Linked DNA regions of Hordeum vulgare: region 2 is linked to region 1. Evidence: chromatin contacts called from public Hi-C data. All regions are on one chromosome and are shown on one strand. The core of a region is the stretch at or near the end of the contact, and the rest is flanking DNA. Distances in the headings are between cores, read along the strand shown. Region 1 holds the start of LOC123396078 (TPR repeat-containing thioredoxin TDX). Region 2 holds the start of LOC123396095 (plant UBX domain-containing protein 2).

What was found. A called contact is a pair of places that touch in the nucleus more often than the background predicts.
Region 2: a Hi-C map of seedling shows a contact between it and region 1, with 7 times the contacts expected there. The contact joins the promoter of LOC123396095 here to the promoter of LOC123396078 in region 1. A contact is called at or near these places in 4 of 6 Hi-C or Micro-C datasets (leaf and seedling) and 1 of 1 datasets of contacts at active chromatin or transcription factors (embryo).

What each region holds. Positions count from the first base shown.
Region 1 is chr5H:424,217,943-424,223,276 of MorexV3_pseudomolecules_assembly, reverse strand. It overlaps LOC123396078 (TPR repeat-containing thioredoxin TDX), which reads left to right and starts at 2,585. Exons shown (of 9, transcript XM_045091108.1): 1 at 2,585-2,794; 2 at 4,424-4,540; 3 at 4,650-4,737; 4 at 4,895-4,975; 5 at 5,057-5,121; 6 at 5,208-5,334. The coding sequence starts at 4,439. It overlaps LOC123396079 (protein TIFY 6b-like), which reads left to right. Exons shown (of 7, transcript XM_045091111.1): 5 at 1-165; 6 at 274-331; 7 at 469-1,046. The coding sequence ends at 676.
Region 2 is chr5H:424,698,799-424,704,132 of MorexV3_pseudomolecules_assembly, reverse strand. LOC123396095 (plant UBX domain-containing protein 2) reads left to right here and starts at 2,106. Exons shown (of 3, transcript XM_045091132.1): 1 at 2,106-3,049; 2 at 4,516-4,794; 3 at 5,207-5,334. The coding sequence starts at 2,288.

The DNA of each region.
Region 1 (5,334 bases), core at 1,336-3,835:
TGTCCCAAGCTGCATGCGTCCCCAAGAGCGCCTCTAGCTCCAACATTGACTCGACAGCGCCAAAATCTTCAGGCCAGTTGGTTGTGCCTCCCACGAGTCAGCCTTCGTCGTCCACTCATCCTGTGACACTAGCCTCCACCACTGCTGCAAGTATTATGCCAAGAGGTATGGATGCTTACGCGTGCATCTTGTGCTGTTTGATGATGTTTAGTATATCTTGAATTGATACGCATATGCTGGATGATGTGTTGACGTCGTTATTTTCCGTTTCAGCTGTTCCTCAAGCCCGGAAGGCGTCCCTTGCCCGATTCTTGGAGAAAAGGAAAGAAAGGTACTACAACCTTCAGAATTTAGTCCTGCTATACGAGTATTACAGAACATTTACTAGTGAACTTAGCTACATACCATATCCTGTATTTGTGGTCATAGGCTGATATTCATCATGCCTTCGTGCTTATCTCTGTGCAGAGTGACAACTACGGCGCCGTATCCATCAGCCAAGAGCCCGATGGAGAGCAGCGACACGGTCGGAAGCGCCAACGACAACAACAGCAAGTCCTCATCATGCACAGAGATCGCCTTCTCAAGCAACCATGAGGAGTCGCTGCGTCTAGGCGGCCGGCCCAGGAACATCAGCTTTAGCGGGGAGTCCCCGAGTACAAAACTACACATCTGATCCGATATAATAATCTTCCGGTGTCCATAGGTTCAAATTCAACCATGATGGCTGATGCAAAACCGTAATAAGATTTTGCATCCAGGCAGGAGGAGGGAGAAGGGATATTGGGAAAAGTCAGGCAGCATGATATATGTTACTCCTATTGATGATGCTCTTATTCTTGTTTATGATGTGTTTTGTTTTGGTTAATTAGTCCGCGACCTGTAATGCTGGTCTAGCTGGTGCAACACCCCACCTAACTAACAAGAGAGCTGTCGCTTGCAGACTCTTGATTGTTATTTTTTGTTTTGCCCCTGCGCCCATTGTATTGCAGAAAGAAACATGTTAATTTAGCAGTATGAAATTATAGGCTTACAAATTTCCACCATCGGCCGCAGAGCTGTTTTGTTCTTGTTCTTTTGTTTTTACCAACTTCTACAGGCTTGCGGGATACAAGAGCTTCATAATGTTGGATGCTTGAGCTCTTGCGATTAAGTGGCGCGATTTCGGTACATAGGGATATGAACAGTAACTTTGAATAAAATAGTAAAAGAAATCAAACAAATCTGAATTCTTTAGGCATGTAAAAATTCGGGATGTTCAGACATTTGAGGAGGTCGTGGCAAAACAAAATGTAATTATGAAAGAAACTTTGAATATCCAAACACCATGAATCTGCATGCTCCCTATGAACTGAAGATATTCATGCCAGAAAGTTACACTTTTCTTCAAAATTTTAGCTATCTTTTTGAATTTATTGTTCATCAGCGCGGATGAGCCTGGGTGGTGAATTACCTATTTATTTATTTTATCTAAGATCTGTGTGAATATCTAATTATAGATCTTTCTAGGTGAGCACTGAATTCAGATAACCATCAGATAACCACCCTGGGCCAGCCACTACAGGGATCCTTAATTTGGGTGGTTTTGCTTGAAATTGTGGATGCCAGATGGTACTCCGCAATGAACGGATGTACTGTATGCTGTACAGTATCTCCCTTTCCTTTCCTTTCCTTTCTTTTTATTATTTTATTCTCCGTTGTTTTATTTCTCTAACCTCACAGACGAACACTGAAAGCTTCATGGGCTTACTTTGACCGTACCATACGTACATATATGTTGGGAATTCCAAGAAAGATGCCCCCAAATTGGTTGTACTACTGGTGATTCTTGCTTTGCTTTGGGTTTATTAGATATTTCTCCAGATGAGGATATTTAACCAGCTGAGCTCACAGGTTGAGAAAATGACCCTTTTAACGTGCAGTTCCTCTTCTTGTCGAGCACTTTTAGAGATTCTCACTGGTCGAGGGTAAGTGTGAGCATGTAGGTACTGTCAGTCTCAGTGCTAATTTACTCCCCAGCACGGATGCACCCACCATAAACAGTAAAAAATTAGAAAGATTCAAAAAGTTTTAAACTATTTTGGCAATAAAGATTACTTAGTGTTCTATCTACGTGTAAACTTTTTTGAAACAATAGAATTCATGGTGATATGGGCAAAAAAGTAGAGCCTCCAAAAAGGGAGAGGTGTTTTGGCTCCCGGATGCATATGCACCTGGATGAACAGTAACGTAAAAAGTAATAGTAGATTGTATTATTTTCGCAAGGATGCTTGACATTTTTTATGCGATAAGGAGCAGCCGTGTTTCATCAGTAAAAAAAAACAAAATTGAGATGACATTTTAGGGTAATTTTGGAAAAGAAAATAAGAAATCACACCTTCATATATTCGACAAAAAAAAGAAGACACGGGCTTCATATATTTGGGCCGGCATCGGATGCATGGGTTCGGCTCTAAACGGCCCATAGCTAGCGCTGGCGACTAAAACCAACTTGCAAAGTTGCGGCTGCTAAAAGGCCCACAACTTACCTAAAAAACAGGCCCACAACTAGTGCTGGCGAGTAAACACACGGTTGCACCGAACGGCCGTGACCGCGAGACAGACCCGACAGCTCCGACTAAAGCAAGCGAGTTCGAACGGCCGGCGGCGCTGCGTGCGGCTGGGGCGATTCCACCCTCGGTCGTTCTACCAAGCTAGGGCACGGCGGCCGTCAGGGCTCCAGCGAGCAACACCGGCCCTCTCGACAAGCGAGGGCCTGCTCCGTGCAGCGGCACCGGGTCCGCGTCAAGACAAGGTGAGCGCCCTGGCCTCCTCTTTGATCTGCGCTGCTGCGTACCCTAGAGTTTCCCCGTCCACGGTGTGTGATTTGTAGCATGTGCGTCGTTACTGAATATTGTTGGGCTGATTCGTAGCATGTGCGTCGTTACTGAATATTGTTGGTAAAATTCTCTAGCGTTCGTTTCGGGCCGATGAAGTGGTTCATTCTGCCTATGGCTGTAGCTTCTAGATTGCAAAATCCGGGTACTAGGTTCTCCTGGTTGTGGGTTCGGCACGTCTCTTTCAGCTTGGTTGATTGATTCTCCCATGGTTGCGTGAGTTGGTAATTCTGGCCTTCCTAAAATTCTGTCATGGTTCTGTTGCCTAATTCAGTTCCAAGCTCCTCTTGCTGGAGAAGCAACCACTGTTCATATAAATGAAACTATAAACTATCACTTACACTGAGCGACAAAGTCCGTGGTTGCTAAGTAATTCTGTCATCGACGCTCAAAGCATAATCATGTACCAATACGCAAACCTATGGGAAAAATCCTCGCAGCTCAAATTGAACTGTAGGATGATTCTCTATAAAATGTTGCATTCGTTGGGGACAGCATAGAGTCACTAGTAATACAATTCATAACATGAGCTCGCAAATCAGATCATAATGCGGACAGATGATCATAGAGCATAACAATCTGCCATGTTGTCCATGACATCCCTCTTATGCCTGGAAAATATCGCAGCCTATGGTATTTGGGCAATCAGGCTGATTTTGCACATCATCTACACATTTATTGCGAGAATCGATTTTAACATGGTTTATGATGGAAGTATTTCACAAAATATAATATGGAAGTGAAACTAGCTATTTGTACCACAATAAATGGAATACAGTTTCTCTGAATAAGACTTCCCTACATAAATACACGGTCGATCTGGCAGATAAAAAATAATGAGCACCAAAGATACATCTAATCTACATCTCCATGGGATCTCCCTCTCAATCCTGAGTTCATCACCATCACCAATCCATAGATCCCTGTCACCCAGGGTTCAGAAACATCACCTTTATTTCAGGGGAAAACTCCTGCAATCAACTGGTAAGAGGTGGAAGATGGTCTGGACGATGCGGCGGTGGCCCAGTGCAGTTTCTTATCGCTCATTGCCGCTCCAAACCTAGTCTCCTCCACTATCCCTCCCTCTTCTTTTTTGACGCGTATCCCTCCCTCTTCTTCTTCATGGACACCTCATCAGGTGATCTCGTTCAATCGGATTCTTCGCTTATCCTGTTGGCACCAAAATGAGAGGAAGCATCGAAGAAATCATTTTGTTTTGGACTTTGACGAAGCCTTTCGTCCCTCCGTTCCACTCTCCCTCTTGTTTTTTTCTTTTTTCCTATGAATTTTATTGGTTCTGTTGTTCCTGACATGCATCTTGGTCCTGTTTGCAGCCTTGGAGTGAGGGTTCTGGTAATCTTTCTTGTTATCTTCATTGTGTGCCGCTGACACCCTATTGTTGATGATTTGGGCGTCATTGATGTGCAAGATTATCTTTATTATTCTTAACGTTGGATGCAGTTAGTCCTAGTAGTTGGTTTTGTGCAAGTTATTCAAACAAAAACTTTACAGATTAGTTGAACTTTAGTGAATTCTGGTTTATGCAGAAGGCGTCAGAAGGCATGGCGAAGGTGGGAGAGAACAGCTTTGAGGATGAAATCATGGAGTCAGACATTGAATTGGAGGGGGAAGTTGTTGAGCCGGACAATGATCCTCTGCAGAAGGTCAGGATTTTGGTGAAAAGTGGTTTGATTTTGATAGAGCCATCAACCATATGTTCTGTGCTGGTGGTGTGAAAAATTGATGTTGTTAATTTGCCCTTGGCTGTTACAGATGGGAGATCCATCGGTTGAAGTCTCTGAAGAAATGCGTGATAAGGCACAGCTCTACAAAAAGAAGGGCGTTGATGCGCTTTCAGAAGGTAAGGTTTAATTATTGTCATAGGGATGTGAGCCAGTTAATCTTTGAATACCTGCAATATAAGAGAATGGATGCGAGCTTTTGTAGTTTGGTGAAACTCGGTACTGAAAGTGCTCCTCCTATTTGAATATTTGAATAAATGTGGATTTATGTATTAGGTAAACTGGACGAAGCAGTCGAGAACCTGACGGAGGCCATCTTGCTGAACCCCACATCAGCTATCCTCTATGCAACCAGGGGTATCAAGAGTTACTCTATGTAATCCTTCAATTTGATCTTGATTTTATACGGCGCTCTTATCTTTGTTGCATTTTATGCAGCTGGTGTTTTTGTGAAGATGAAGAAACCAAATGCAGCAATTCTTGATGCGGAGGCAGCATTACAGGTTTGGACGCCTCATGGATAATAAATCTCATTGCTGTCCATAGGTATGCTCACAATCAAGTTCCTGTGTAATGTGTACTTGCTCAGATAAATCCAGATTCTGCTAAAGGATATAAATCACGAGGGATGGCGAAAGCTATGCTTGGGAAGTGGGAAGATGCTGCTCATGACCTTCACTTGGCAGCAAAATTGGATTTTGATGAAGAGATCAGCT
Region 2 (5,334 bases), core at 857-3,356, 480 kb before region 1:
TTTCTTTTGTCTCTTTCAGTTTGTCAACTGAATTGCTTGAGGACAAGCAAGGCTTTAAGCTTGGGGGAGTTGATACGTCTCCGTCGTATTTACTTTCCCGAACTCTTTTGCCCTTGTTTTGGACTCTAATTTGCACGATTTGAATGGAACTAACCCGGATTAACGCTGTTTTCAGCAGAATTGCCATGGTGTTGTTTTTGCGCAAAAATAAAAGTTCTCGGAATGACCTGAAAATTTACGAAGATTTTTTCTGGAATTAATGAAAAATACTGGCGCAAGAATCAGCGGAGGGAGTGGAGCCGTGAGCCCACAAGCCCACCAGGCGCCCCCCTGCCGCGCCGGGCAGGCTTGTGGAGCCCACGACGCTCCACCGCCTCTCAATCCAGCTCTATATAGTCCGTTTCATCCGGAAAAAAATCAGGGAGAAGGATTCATCGCATTTTACGATACGAAGGCGCCACCACCTCCTGTTCTTCATCTGGAGGGCAGATCTGGAGTCCGTTCTGGGCTCCGGAGAGGGGAGATCGTCGCCATCGTCATCATCAACCTTCCTTCATCGCCAATTCCATGATGCTCTTCACCGTTCGTGAGTAATCTCATCGTAGGCTTGCTGGACGATGATGAGTTGGATGAGATCTATCATGTAATCGAGTTAGTTTTGACGGGGATTGATCCCTAGTATCCACTATGTTCTGAGATTGATGTTGCTACTACTTTGCCATGCTTAATGCTTGTCACTAGGGCCCGAGTGCCATGATTTCAGATCTGAACCTATTATGTTATCGCCAATATATGTGTGTTTTAGATCCTATCTTGCAAGTTGTAGTCACCTACTATGTGTTATGACCCGGCAACCCCGGAGTGACAATAGCCGAAACCACTCCCGGAGATGACCATAGTATGAGGAGTTCATGTATTCACCAAGTGTTAATGCGTTGGTCCGGTTCTTTATTAAAAGAAGAATATTAATATCCCGTAGTTTCCATTAGGACCCCGCTGCCACGGGAGGGATGGACAATAGATGTCATGCAAGTTCTTTTTCCTAAGCACGTATGACTACATATGGAATAGTTGCCTACATTAGATTGACGAACGGGAGCTAGTTACATATCTCTCTGTGTTATAGCTGTTACATGATGAATAGCATCCGGCATAATCATCCATCACCGATCCAATGCCTACGAGTTTTTCCTACTGGTCCCTGCTACTGTTACTTTGCCGCTACTGCTGTCACTGCTGCTACTGTTACTCTGTTGCTACTGCTGCTATCATACTTCTTTGCTATTGATACTTTGCTGGAGACACTAAATCTTTCAGGTGTGGTTGAATTGACAACTCAACTGCTAATACTTCAGAATATACTTTCGCTTTCCTTTGAGTCGAATCAATAAATTTGGGTTGAATACTCTACCCTTAAAAAACTATTGCGATCTCCTATATACTTGTGGGTTATCATGCCCCTACTTTTAGCATATGTCATTTAATAACTTCTACTACATTACTAGGGGTAACATGGTCTTTTTGCATGTAATTTAATGACATCCAGTCCATGTTTAGTCCCTGAAAAGAAACCGGTAAGGACTAAAGACTTTTTAGTTGGGACTAAGAGGGTGCTTGGATCCAAGAGACTAAAACTAGTTTGACTAAAACTAGTCTCTTTAAGAGGCTAAAGTTCCAAGCAACCCTGACTAAAGAGAGGCTAAAACTAGTCTTGAGACTAAAATCTTTTAGTCAGGGATACCCCTACTAAAATGTGCATTAGTCCTCTCTCTCCTCATTTAACTCCTCATGCAAGTTTTGGATTGGAGGGTTTGGAGGATAATAAATGCTCATTAACTTGATTTTAGTCTCTTTAGTATTTGAATCAAGCATGAGTGAGGCTAGCAAGTTTTAGTCTCATTATTTTTAGTCATGGGACTAAAACGTATCCAAACACCCTCTAAAAAAAAAGTTTTAGGACTTTTTAAAGAAACAGGGCCTAAGCCCACGGGTAGAGCGCAAGTGCTATTCTCCAACAAAGCCCAGTTTCAGTCCCGAGTTCATCCCGGCCCACTCGGCGAAGATGCCTTCGCAGCGAAGTACCATGCCATTGCCTGATTGCCGGACGCCGGCTTCATTTCCCAGCTGGATCTCCACCACCGTAGCTCTTCCTTCTTTTATCAATCTGTTCCCCTCGCGTTGCTTCTTCCCCTCGAACCCCGCGGAGGCAACCACCACCGAGTCTACTCCCCGTCCACGCCAATCCTCCTCCTCCTCTGCCGCCTACACCTAGTGGCCGCCGGCGACCATGATGAAGGACAAGATGAAGGATCTCATGAAGAAGGTCACCTCCTCCTCCGCCCCGTCCTTCAAGGGCCCCTCCCACGTCCTCGGCTCCGGCCCTCCCCCCTCCGCCTCCACCTCCTCCTCCCGTCAATCAAACCCTAACCCTAGCCCCAGGCCCGCCCCCAAGCAGCAGCCCCCGCGCCCGCCCGGCCCCTCCGAATTCACCCCCTTCACCGCCGTCATCTCCTCCTCCTCCTCCCGCCGCCCAGATGCCAACGGCGGCGACACGGTCGTGTGCCCCAACTGCGGCGACGCCTTCTCCTCCGAGCACGCCGTCTCGGAGCACCTCGATGGCTGCCTCGCGTCGGCCGGCGGCGCCCGCGCCCGCGCTGCCGCGTACCTCGCCGCGAACCCGCCCGCGGCGGCCGCCGAGGTCGTGAAGAAGCTTCTCGGCAACCTGCTCAAGGAGCCCGGCAACGACAAGTACAGGAGGGTCAGGCTCGGTAACCCTAGGATCAAGGAGGCCGTGGCGGACAGGGAGGGCGGGCTTGAGCTCCTCGAGGCGGTAGGGTTCACGATCGGGGATGAGAGCGGGGAGCTCTTTGCCGCGATGGACGAGACTCCTACGGAAGCGAGGCTTAGCGGGATCAGGCAGGCCGTGCTACTGCTTGAGAGGTCCCATCCTTCGGCATCGCTACCTACTCTGGCCGGGTCTGAGTCCAAAGAGAGCTGCCGCAGCGGAGTTGACGAGCAAAAGGAGGTTAACAAGATTGTTGATCGTCAGGTGAGCAGGCGTCTAATTCAATGTTTACTCCATCAATTGGTTATGTGGATGATCATATTTTGCTCAATGAATTGAACTGCATGGATAGGTTGGTTTGTCCACACTATGATTTTCTTGGTGTACACATGTCACATCTTTACTCGTGAGAAATAGATTTTGTTTGAACTTAGTAATGAGTAAAAACGACTAAATATTGATGTGCTTACACCAATAGATCATAAAAATGTGATGCCATTTCTGTGAGATCAGTGCTAAATTATGCAGTCATGTTCATATATAGGAAGTCTGTCTTAACAATGTGGTACCATTTCCATGACATATTGTGGAATCCCGGAAACTTGCAGTCTATATTACTCCATCATACTCCCTCCGTCCCAAAATAAGTGTCTCAACTTTGTACTAGCTCTAGTACAAAGTTATACTAAGGTTGAGACAGTTATTTTGAGACGGAGGGAGTATGTTGGAGGTCAGAATGTAGGAAACTACGTAGTATGTAAAATGTGATACTTCCTTTTGCTGTACACTTCTATATTCATGTTTGAGTTTTGGCCCATCTTTTATATTGCCGTACACTTCTATGTTCATGTTTGAGTTTTGGCCCATCTTTTATATTGCCGTACACTTCTACATTCATGTTTGAGTTTTGGCCTGTCTTTTGTATTGTTGTACACAGTACACTTTGATATTCATGTTTAAGATTTGGCCTGTCTTTTTTATACCTATGATATTTAGTTCATACCTAAATTAAGTTATTTCTATGTTCGGAACATTGTAGCATTCTGTCAATGTTGTTACTTTTTGCTACAAAGTATGTGGAATGGTATCTTTATAATGTTCCTGTTTGGGATACACTACATGTTGTCTCTATCGTGTAAGACACATGCTACAGAAAATGCATTTTATACACTTCTGCAATTATAAAATGTATATTTCAAAAATTGTAGAGCAATTAGTTCTAATTAAATATTGGAACTTGGTCCCTGATTATATATCAGATGCAGATATTCGGATTTTGTTTTTGAATCTGATCTTGCGGGGATGGACGTATCACGTATGGGTTCAGGTAAAACTGTTGCAACTTCTGACTAAAGAAGCTAAATTGACATGTCACAGCTCCCAGCTTGTACTTCTGACTAAAGAAGCTCAAATAAGATACATATCATGGTATTGGGATATATCAGTTTCTGATATATATGTGCGTAAGTTGGCGGGGGTATATCAGCATCTGATAGCATACATGTGTTTCACCACTAACATTTTTTTTCCTCAACATGTTGAATTTAGTAATTACTGTAAGGGTATTTCTCTTGAGACCTGAAATTTAGCATATATACGACTATATGTGCTCTGATGCGTCCTTTTTCTGTTATGTTCTGCAATTGATTGTCCATTTTGCAGTTTGCTGTTGCTCCCATTTATATCTCCTTAGAAATGTAATTTATTGAACTTCCATGATAACTTCACAGATTCGGGTATTCTTCAATGTCCCTGGAAGTTCTGTTGCAGAAATTGATACACCAGATTCCTTCTACAAACTTAGCGGTGAGGAGGTAAGGAACGAGGCAAAGATGAGGAGGGAAAGGCTGGAACAATCTCGGTTGCTAATTCCAAAGTCATATAAGGAGAAGCAGGCACTGGCTGCTCGACAGAAGTACAAACAAGCTGTCATCCGAGTTCAGTTTCCTGATGGAGTAATTCTCCAGGGCGTATTCCTTCCAGCGGAGGCTACTAGTTCACTATATGAGGTACTTCTGCCCTCTATGCTTGTTTGTCTGTATGATTTTGTCCCGTTGAGTATCATCTGCATATCTCTCAATCGAGAATGAGGTGTTGAATCCTTTGGTATTTTCTTCCACTCTAGGACTTGTACACTTGTCATATACACTATTTATTTTGCGTACCTGATTATTTGTCAATATCCCAAGTGTAATTCTGGAATTTGCAAGTTTGGCTTACGGGCCAATGTCGAATCTGTATATAACAGTCTTTATGTATGTTTGAAGTCATGAAGTTGTTTCCCATGCTTATGTTGTTACCTGGGCTATCCAACGGTATTTTGTACGTAGTGTTTAAAGCTATATTCACCTAGTATCACATATTCATTTCAAGTACTGGCTTTGTAGCCTTTTGGTTAATCTGCTGCTTTCCCTTATGCAGTTTGTTGCGTCCGCTTTGAAGCAGCCAGGCTTGGAATTTGATCTTATCTGTCCAGCTGTTCCTAGGTCACGTGTGTTACCGCATTCTCCAAATACAGGAGAGCGGGCACGCACGTTGCAAGATGAAGG